2 separate regions of the Salmo salar genome follow, and region 1 is linked to region 2. Evidence: chromatin contacts called from public Hi-C data. All regions are on one chromosome and are shown on one strand. Each heading gives the region's core, a stretch centred on a gene start, on an enhancer-like site or on the middle of the called end of the contact. The rest is flanking DNA. Distances are from core to core; before and after follow the strand shown.

Region 1 (4,663 bases), core at 513-3,012, 44 kb after region 2:
GGGGTTAGATCACGTATTTGTTTTTCATGCATCGCTCCCCTTTCCTAGTCAAGGAGGTATATCTCATGTTGGCCTTCGTGTTGGGTTGTATTGGGTTATGTTGTGTTGGTTTGTGTTGGGTTGGGTTGTGTTGTGATATGGTGGGTTGTGTTGTGATATGGTGGGTTGGGTTATGTTGGGTTGGGTTGTGTTGTGATATGGTGGGTTGGGTTGTGTTGTGATGTGATATGGTGGGTTGTGATATGGTGTGTTGTGTTGGGTTGTGATGTGTTGGATTGTGATATGGTGGGTTGGGTTGTGTTGTGATATGGTGGGTTGTGGTATGTTGGGTTGGGTTGTGTTGTGATATGGTGGGTTGTGGTATGTTGGGTTGTGTTGTATTGTGATATGGTGGGTTGGGTTGTGTTGTGATATGGTGGGTTGTGGTATGTTGGGTTGGGTTGTGTTGTGATATGGTGGGTTGGATTATGTTGGGTTGGGTTGTGTTGTGTTGTGATATGGTGGGTTGGGTTGTGTTGTGATATGGTGGGTTGGGTTGTGTTGTGATATGGTGGGTTGTGATATGTTGTGTTGTGTTGGGTTGTGATGTGTTGTGATATGTTGGGTTGGGTTGTGTTGTGATATGTTGTGTTGTGATATGTTGTGTTGTGATATGGTGTGTTGTGTTGGTTGTGATGTGTTGTGATATGTTGTGTTGTGATGTGTTGGGTTGTGATATGTTGGGTTGTGATGTGTTGGGTTGTGATATGGTGTGTTGTGTTGGGTTGTGATGTGTTGTGATATGTTGGGTTGTGATGTGTTGGGTTGTGATATGGTGTGTTGTGTTGGGTTGTGATGTGTTGTGATATGTTGGGTTGTGATGTGTTGGGTTGTGTTGGGTTGTGTGTGGGAGTCATCACGACTCTGTGTGTGTTGTGCTCCTAACCACTAGGTGTTCCACTGGATCAAAGTCATGACGACAGCCTCTTGAAGTGGGTTAAGGTGGAACAGTCCAGGAGGGGGAGGCAGGCAAAACTCAGTACAGCTATTTTCTCTTATTGATCCCTTTCTGAAAGTTCTATTTTAGTGGAGATGGGGTTGTCTGTCTGAGGGGAGAGGAGGAGCAGGGCTTTCTCGCTGCCTCTTGTGTTCGATCAGAGTGCTTCTATCTAATGGAAGTAACCCACTTCAAAGCCGGCGCTGCCAGATCCTCTCCCTCAATCAGGACCCGGCAGCAAGATTAAAGCCAGCCCACATTAATCAGGTTTGATTAGTCGAGTCCAGAGCTCCAGCTGTTCCCTGTGACAGGCCAGCGAGGTGAGCTCCGAGCCCCCGGTGAGGGAGGGAGAGACGAGACCAGGCTGAGAACTGATTGTACCCCCTCGCTCATCTCTCACCCTCTCGCGCATGTGCCCTTCACATGCCCCGTTTTGTGGAGGCTTACCATTGCATAGTCTATCAATGATTTGATGACATTTTATTTCAAAGGCTTTTGTGTGTGTTTGTCTGAGATGATTTAGGTGTTAAATGTGGCATTAACTAGGGAAGCCCTCATTCTGTCCCTCCAACGCATTCTGAAGTGACATGTCACCGGCAGCTCCTCTGAAGCAGCTTATCTTCTTGCTGCTGTCTGAACCTGCATTTCACTGTATTGTAGTCCCATTCCATTTCATTAGCTCTGCCCAAAATGATTCATTTACATGACAGATGCCCTTATGCATGCAGCAGAGTGCAGGCCGGGAGCACAGCAGCAGAACACCACCTGTGATGTGAATTTGTTATTTGAACCTTTGGTCTAGAGTTCACCTCCTCTTTCTACCCACTACCCCACCGTCAGCGATAGTGTTGCCTGGCTCTTTTTACTACCGTCATACTGACAGCTAGTTATACTGTAATACACTGGGGAAACAACTCAATCTCTTTGCCTGTGAAGGGACCGTCTTTTTGCTCTTTGAAACTAGCCATTTTCTGCCGGTGAAATTAAAGATGGTTGTGTGTGTGTGTCTGACATAATGCGGGCTGCGGGCTATGTCTTTGGCTGAGCTCGGGGCTGCCAGGCCTTGTTGCTGCCTGCCAGGCCCCAGAAACTGGATCTCTGGGTCATTTAGACAGACCTTAAACACAGCACAACCAGCCAATGAATACCCTGGCGTCAGGTTACAGCTCCCTAAGACTCAGCTCCACAGCTCACACTGCTGATTGGGGTCAAGAGAAGCCCAGCAATCATCTAGAATTAGTACCCGATTTCAAATCTCCTGCACGCTTGAGTCATTTTGAATGCACGGTCGGAATGTAGGCGGGTCGCAAACAAGTTTGTTCGGAAGTTGTTGCGTTGCAAGCCTGTAATCTACCAGTGTAATCATGCTGATGAGTTTTGATTGTGCTGGATGCACTGATTTCAGTACGCACACAACAAGCTGTAGGAGCTTTTATTTAAAGAGGTGTATGTGCGTGCACATTTTTGTGTGTGCATGCGTGTGCATGTGAGTTTGTGTTCGGGGGCGGGGGCTGACATAGGATCACAAGACCACTGGTCGTCCCACCAACTCCAACTGCTATTAAGATAAGATCATAGCACCATGCCCCTAGAGGCTACTGTAACATGGCGCCTTGCCTTGGCTTGCTCTACCTCTGGCTGACTGAATACCAGTCAGTATAGTATGAGGGAGCTGCCTTGCTACTGGGTCTGTCATCTCAGTGCTTCAAAGTCGCTCATTGTCCCACCACACAAAAAACACACAGCCATTTATTTTCACTCCTGATAGATCAGCACATACTGCTGTACAGAACTCTGCCTTTATGTTCTCTCTCCTTCCTCCTTCCTCTCCCTTTGCTCTGTTTATTTCTGCACAACTTTGGGCTGCTGTTTTCTGAAGTGTTTCCAATGATAATGACTGCTGCGAGATAAAGAGTTATTTTTAGGTCAGCCATTGTGTTTGTCTTTCTGACTCAATGAAGTTTGGTTGAAACCGTTTGCTTTTGTTGTTGTGTTGTAGATTCTGTTTGTTGGCTTTGTACAGATTCTCTCTGAATACTGGGCATCATTTATGATTCATGTTTTCCCCCTACCATTGATCTTTTCTCATCCTGTGAATTCTGTTGTTTTTAAAAAAAACGGTAATATAGAGAGTCACGTTCTTATTTGTATCTCTCTGTTACACAAGTGGGAAGTTCAATAATTCCAGTCTCCCTCAGATAGCTAGGACTGTTTAAACACCCAACACACACATTCAGCAGCACTAGACTTTCTTTTCTCAAAAAAAGAGAGAGAACGATTTGCTGGCATACAGTTGTTCAATCATCTCTGCACTTCGTTTTGTGTGTTCTGTGCGGCAGCATCATTTGCGAGACAGATGTGTTCAGTCCTCCTTGTCCTGCAACAAAAAAGCATCCAGTAATTGCATCCATTTAGACCCCTGAAAGAGATGCATTTGATATGTGATCCCTAAAGCTGTCTTTTATTTTAAGACACAGACAAACAGTGTGAACGCTGAGAAAATAGCGCAGGACCTGCGTGAGGCTGTCGTCACCGACACAGCTTGAGAGCCAATTGAACAGTGGCGGGCTAGGCTATTCTGGGACACAATGGGGGGAAAAGTGAAGAAGTGGGCTGTGGTAATTGAGCGTGTGGGCAGGATGATGTTTTTAAATGGCCCAGTTAATTGTTATTTAAGGAATGGGCCTTTAACTGATGCAGTTAGTGGGCTGCACTCTGCCTTCCCTCGGCGTCCCCACCGGGATTGGTGGAGAGGGGCTGTGGGGGTGTGTCACAGATGAGTGTCATTATCATTACCATCTATTTGCATCTGGGGATGGATGCTCACGGACACGACAAGCCCAGCAGCCCTCTCCTCCTTATCCCTCCCTCCTTTTTTTCTGGTTCTCTCTCTCAGACATAATTTCTCCCTCTTCTCCACTACCTATTTATCTCTCTCTTCTCTCGCTGTTCTATATCCCATCTCTCTTCATCTCTCTTCCTCCTCTCTCTTCCATCCCAACACACCCCCCTCTTCAGTGCAGCTATGAATAGTGGAACTCTCACATTAAAGGTCTCCTCTGAGTCCTATTTCACATCATTGCTGTGATCTGTCTATTCCTTTAAGATATGCTGAATCGCTCTTAGGAGCCGTCCTACAAGTAATGGCGGCTGTATGATCTCATTGCTTGCTTTGCTCCAGGCAGTGAAGACATGTCGAGACATATTGACAAAATAATATATTTTTATTAAATCAAATAACAAGTGATTGACAGCTCTGTCTCCATCTAGCGTGTGAAAGTTCTCTGAACTCTTCGTGTTCCCCAAGCAGAGGTCAACGACCAGTCGGACCGGCCTTATGTAACGTTTTAAAAGGGACAGAAGATTTTTTTTCCAATGATTTCCCAAATCCAGGGAAGTGGGGAGATAGTAATGTAGTCTGTAAAGATCTTTGGATTCTCGTTCACGGTCTTGAACTGATGGGCTATAGCAGTACTTCTAGAAATGTGCTCATACTGTAACTGGATGCCATTTAGCATCAACAGTCTTAAGAACTTGATGGTGGTTTGAAAAATGTCCAGCTGTCAATCACTGGGTCATTTGATCTAATAAAGGCCTAGCAGGAAAATGTGGATTCCTCATTAAGCCTTGAAAGGTGGTGTCGTACGCATGTGGGGACAGACATGCACACAGTACTGTGTGTTGCCT
Region 2 (4,795 bases), core at 216-2,715:
CATGACTTGAAATCCACTGAGCATCCAGCTTTAATTGAGCTCTCACTTGTGTTCAGATTTAATGGAAAACAAGGCCCGCTTCCCCCAGTTACTGAGTAATGAACATGCATATTCAGAGGTTACAATTAAATCCACCTCTCTTTTTCTCTCCTTTTTCATCTTCAGGTGGACTGCGTTTCTTGTACTGTAGTGTTTCAAAATTCAACATGGAATACAATGCTAAAATGTTTTCCTATTAAAATAGTCTCTTATTATAAGTGATTATAGGGGATGTGAGGTAACACATTTATGAAAACAATTTGAACACCATTTGAGCAAAATATCCCCCTTCTATGCATAGCTCTGCAGTGTACCTGTGGTTATTAGAAATATAGCCCTTTTCTATATAGTATAGTACAACACATATTGCAGGCTAATACTGTGTTACCGTAGATCTACTTTAACCTGTCTCTGCAAGAGTTAAATATTAATAATCTACTGTACACATTCATACAAACATGCATAAAATATTAATGCATTTGTTTAGGTTAAATAATGATAATATTGGTCATTTAAAGGCGCAAACAATTAGTTATTCACAATATATATCAATAGTATAGCTTAACATCTGTAATAGCCAATATGCTTATTTTGAGCCACAGCCTGTTCACCCCGCTACCATCTAGGCTGAGACAGTACAGGTGCATCAAAGCTGGGACCGAGAGACTTTTAAACAGCTTCTATCTCCAGGCCATCAGACTGTTAAACAGTCAGCACTATCCGGCCTCCGCCCAGTACCCTGCCCTGAACTTAGTCACTGTTACTAGCCTGCTACCACCCGGTACTCTACCCTGCACCTTAGAGACTCCTTTGTCCTATGTACATAGTCATTGAATACTGGTAACTTTAATAATGTTTACATGCTGTTTTCCCCACTTTATTTATATGTAAATACTGTATTGTATAAAGCTGCTGTACACACCTTTTCTATTCATATTGTCTATCTGTGTGTGTGTGTGTGTGTGTGTGTGTGTGTGTGTGTGTGTGTGTGTGTGTGTGTGTGTGTATATATATACTTTTTTATGGAATCTTACATTTCTTATTCTGATATTTCTTAATTCTTTTTACTTTTTGGCTTGTGTGCGTATTGACTGGTATCATTACTGCACTGTTGGAGCTAGAAACAAGCATTTCGCGGCACCTGCGATAATCTGTGTACACGACCAAGAAACTTTGATTTGAATTGATTTTTTGCAAATATAATTGATCGTTTCTCTAATTGCATGTGCGCCCTGGAAGGAAATTATGCATTGAATAAAATGTTGCCATTAGGGAATGTAAAAAAAATGTATATCGACATTTTAACTAATCAATTGTTACATTGTCATAGGAACGTTATGACCGATATGGGGCGTGGTTTTCTGAATTTTATAGGCGGGTTTCTGTATTGACGTCAATTGGATTGGTTAGGTGACGAGCCCTCGCCCCGCCCAGTAGGGGGTAAGGGAGGGTATGCAGAGAGAGGGAGGGAGCTAGGCTGAGTTGATCCCACGTGTGACGATTCCATTCCCGGCTCAGTAATATTCTCATAGCGGGGCTTTGCATAGCTTTTGCCGTGTCTGTGTGTGTGTGTCTGTTACTGTAGTTACTGCCTATAGTTTGGTTAGCTATGGAAGGAGACGGGAGTCAAGCCACATCTGGAAGCCCAAATGATTCACAACATGACCCCGGGTAAGATTATAACATTTTCGATTATTTATTGGATTTTTCATGTGAGATTATCTGGCAGAGGAAGGAGCACTATGCCGTGCTGGATTCAGTTTGCAGTGCGCACATAACCATTGGTCTTTCCTTCCGGATGCAGTTAGTGATGGCTACGAGGCTTCTGCTTTGCTTTGGTAGATTACAGTAGCAAGTGTGGCCTCCCCCTTTTAACAAAATACATTATTGCTATCGAGCGAATGTTTTTTTTTTTTTGCTTCTCTATTTAAGATCGCTTTTATAAGTAGTTAGTCTTCAAAATGGCCGATCTAACATCTGGACTCACTTCTGCTATGTTTTCTTCTTACAGTAAAATGTTTATCGGTGGCCTCAGTTGGCAAACCTCACCAGGTGAGACAATTATTCCCTTACATGTCCCATGTTTCATGTTGTTTTGTTGCAACGATCGATTGTGCTTGCACGCGTTCTCTGTGTGTGCGTGTGTGCAGTATACTATATGGATATGTGTGTGCCTGTGTGCGTGCAAGGTTGTTTGTTATTTCCAATCATCTGAAGTCCTCTATTCGACCCCTATGTGCATTGCAGGGCGTGTTTGAATCACACTGACAACAGTATGACGACCATTTGTACTTGACTAATTACCCAATATATTTCCTCTATTCACAGACAGCCTTAGAGACTATTTTAGCAAATTCGGAGAAATAAGAGAATGTATGGTGATGAGAGACCCCACGACAAAACGTTCCAGGTAAAATAAAAGGTTTTTACTTTTGCTTTCCAGTAGATGAAATTATATCCTACACTTGTGTACATGCCACATTTTAACCCGGGCTGTTTGTCCCGCGTTGTGTTTCGCAGAGATAGCTGCAGCTGTATTGCTCGCAGTAAACTGCGGGCAAATGCAATTTGACATTGACTTTGGCAATTGGGACTGCAATAACGTCATATAACTTAAATATCAGTGCCCGCAATTACTATAGTAATCTATAATTCAGGATAGTCGTATCTCTATCGTCTGAATGAATAGTGTTTAATTAGGATAGTGTAAGTACATGTGTGTGCAGTTCTATTTTTTGAAAGCTAATGAAATTCCTGATACACGTTAATGCACTGAGAGAAACAGCTGACTTTATATTCTATGTTCTCATTTGCATAAATAATGTGTGATCTAATTGATGTTTCTTTGTGTTTCTTTGTTTTGCAGAGGATTTGGGTTCGTTACGTTTGCAGATGCTGCCAGTGTAGATAAAGTCTTAGCTCAACCACACCACGAATTAGACTCAAAGACGGTATGTCTGTGTTTTGATGTCATTTGCAATGATATTTTACTGTCTGTGTTGCACATTTTAAATGTTCATCATTGCCTTCATTTCACAGGCATGCTTGAGTTGTAATAATACTGTAATATAAGTTCCACATAGAAAAATAATACCACATTGAAACCAACAACAACTGCAGTACATCCATGTGTGGCAGGTGGCATCTCAGAATGCCATGTACCGGTCACTGGGTTGGCCCTCTTGGTAAAGACCTCTTTGGTAAAACCATACATTTTATCATAGCTGTAGATGTGGAATTAGCCCACGATAACAGCGTTGCCTCCTCCATGCAAACTCTTACAGTAAAACACCACTCAGAGGTGAATCTCATGTCTGCTCAAATTCCCTTTTCTGAGTGAATTAAGCTCTCATGCCCCCTTTCCCCATTACCATTAGGGCTCCACATGTGCACATATCCCATGTCTCTCACAGACCTCCCACGTCCATGCGTATGACCTTTCAGATCATACATGTCACTCTAGTCAATTTGATGTATATCGCATCATTGGAAGTGGAAAGTTACAAATGTGATTTTATTAAATAATTGTTGATGTCCAAAGGGTCCATTAATCCTGTAAATCTCAACATAGATTTGGTCTTTCTTTACGTCAGTGGATGCTTCTTATACATAAGTGTATTTGAAATATTAGAACTGTTGCTTCTAAGTTTAAGGAACAGTGCATTGTCAAATCTATAAAATGCCAACACCTTCCCAATTACCAAAACCTATTTTCTGTCTTATAATATCAACAAACCTGGTGCTTCTCCCATCACTTTATCTCATGTACTTTTCCACCAGACCAAGGCATCCATACACACACACACACACACACACACATGGCATTCCCATCCCCAAGCCTTGAACTATTGTGCTGTGCTTCCCTTTTGAAATGTGGCAGTAGATGAATAATTAAGCATGTCAGTAATCTGTGTAGCGGTGAATTAGACAGCGTTCAGATGAAATCATATTTGTCTGAAATATCTGCTCAGTGGGTGGTGATATCCAGTCATGCTCACACAGCTCTGGAAATGGAATAGTCCAAACTGAGAAATAAACGCTTTGTTTGCAGCCTTCTGTGAAAGTCAAGTTCAGAGGGGAGTGTCTTTCAGATATATTTGGAAAGACAAACCTATTGTACTTCAGCAAGCAGTGTACAATTACAGTGGAGCCTGGCTGAAAGCAGTGCTATAACTTGTTGTAAGGCTGTCCTGACCTGACTGGCAAGTCACTGGAGGGTGCTTGTAAAAGCTTTCCGTTTTTATCTTGATACTTGAAAGTGAAAGAGGAGCGGGTTCATGTTTTGCATGTCATAAAAGGAAACTAGCACCTGTAAGCTGTTGCAGATAATATTGGGATGTACAATGCAGATAGTGGGGAGAAAGCCACAGAGTGCTTCATTTAATGTGTGATTATTTGATACACACACTATGGCAGAATGATATCGCTTAGAGCACTGTGACATATTAGAATATATGGCGTACATGTAGGATTTAAATCATTGATAAATAGCCTACCCACATGCAGTATAAATACTGCCGATCAGCCATGTGTTCAATATGTACAGTACCAGTCAAAGGTTTGGACACACCTACTCATTCAAGAGTTTTTATTTTATTTGACTATTTTCTACATTGTAGAATAATAGTGAAGACATCAAAATTATGAAGTAACACATATGGAATCATGTAGTAACCAAAACAGTGTTAAACAAATGAAAATATATTTTAGATTTCAGATTCTTCAAAGTAGCCACCCTTTGCCTTGATGACAGCTT

Evidence for each region. Hi-C and Micro-C count contacts between places; a contact is called where the count stands out from the background.
Region 1: a contact with region 2 is called in a Hi-C map of muscle, with 4 times the contacts expected there. The contact joins the enhancer-like site here to the promoter of LOC106603292 in region 2. A contact is called at or near these places in 2 of 3 Hi-C or Micro-C datasets (gill and muscle).

The regions. Positions count from the first base shown.
Region 1 is chrssa04:47,445,134-47,449,796 of Ssal_v3.1, forward strand. The region is part of intron 5 of LOC106603292 (RNA-binding protein Musashi homolog 2); the gene reads left to right. Among protein-coding and RNA genes, the nearest start is that of LOC106603292, 44 kb to the left of the region's middle. Within about 2 kb of position 1,763, at least 1 of the 13 cell types and tissues checked has an H3K27ac peak or open chromatin away from gene starts, as enhancers often do. A contact at or near this core is called in muscle, where this site is marked.
Region 2 is chrssa04:47,401,747-47,406,541 of Ssal_v3.1, forward strand. LOC106603292 (RNA-binding protein Musashi homolog 2) reads left to right here and starts at 1,466. Exons shown (of 14, transcript XM_045717026.1): 1 at 1,466-1,710; 2 at 2,051-2,091; 3 at 2,368-2,449; 4 at 2,906-2,990. The coding sequence starts at 1,649.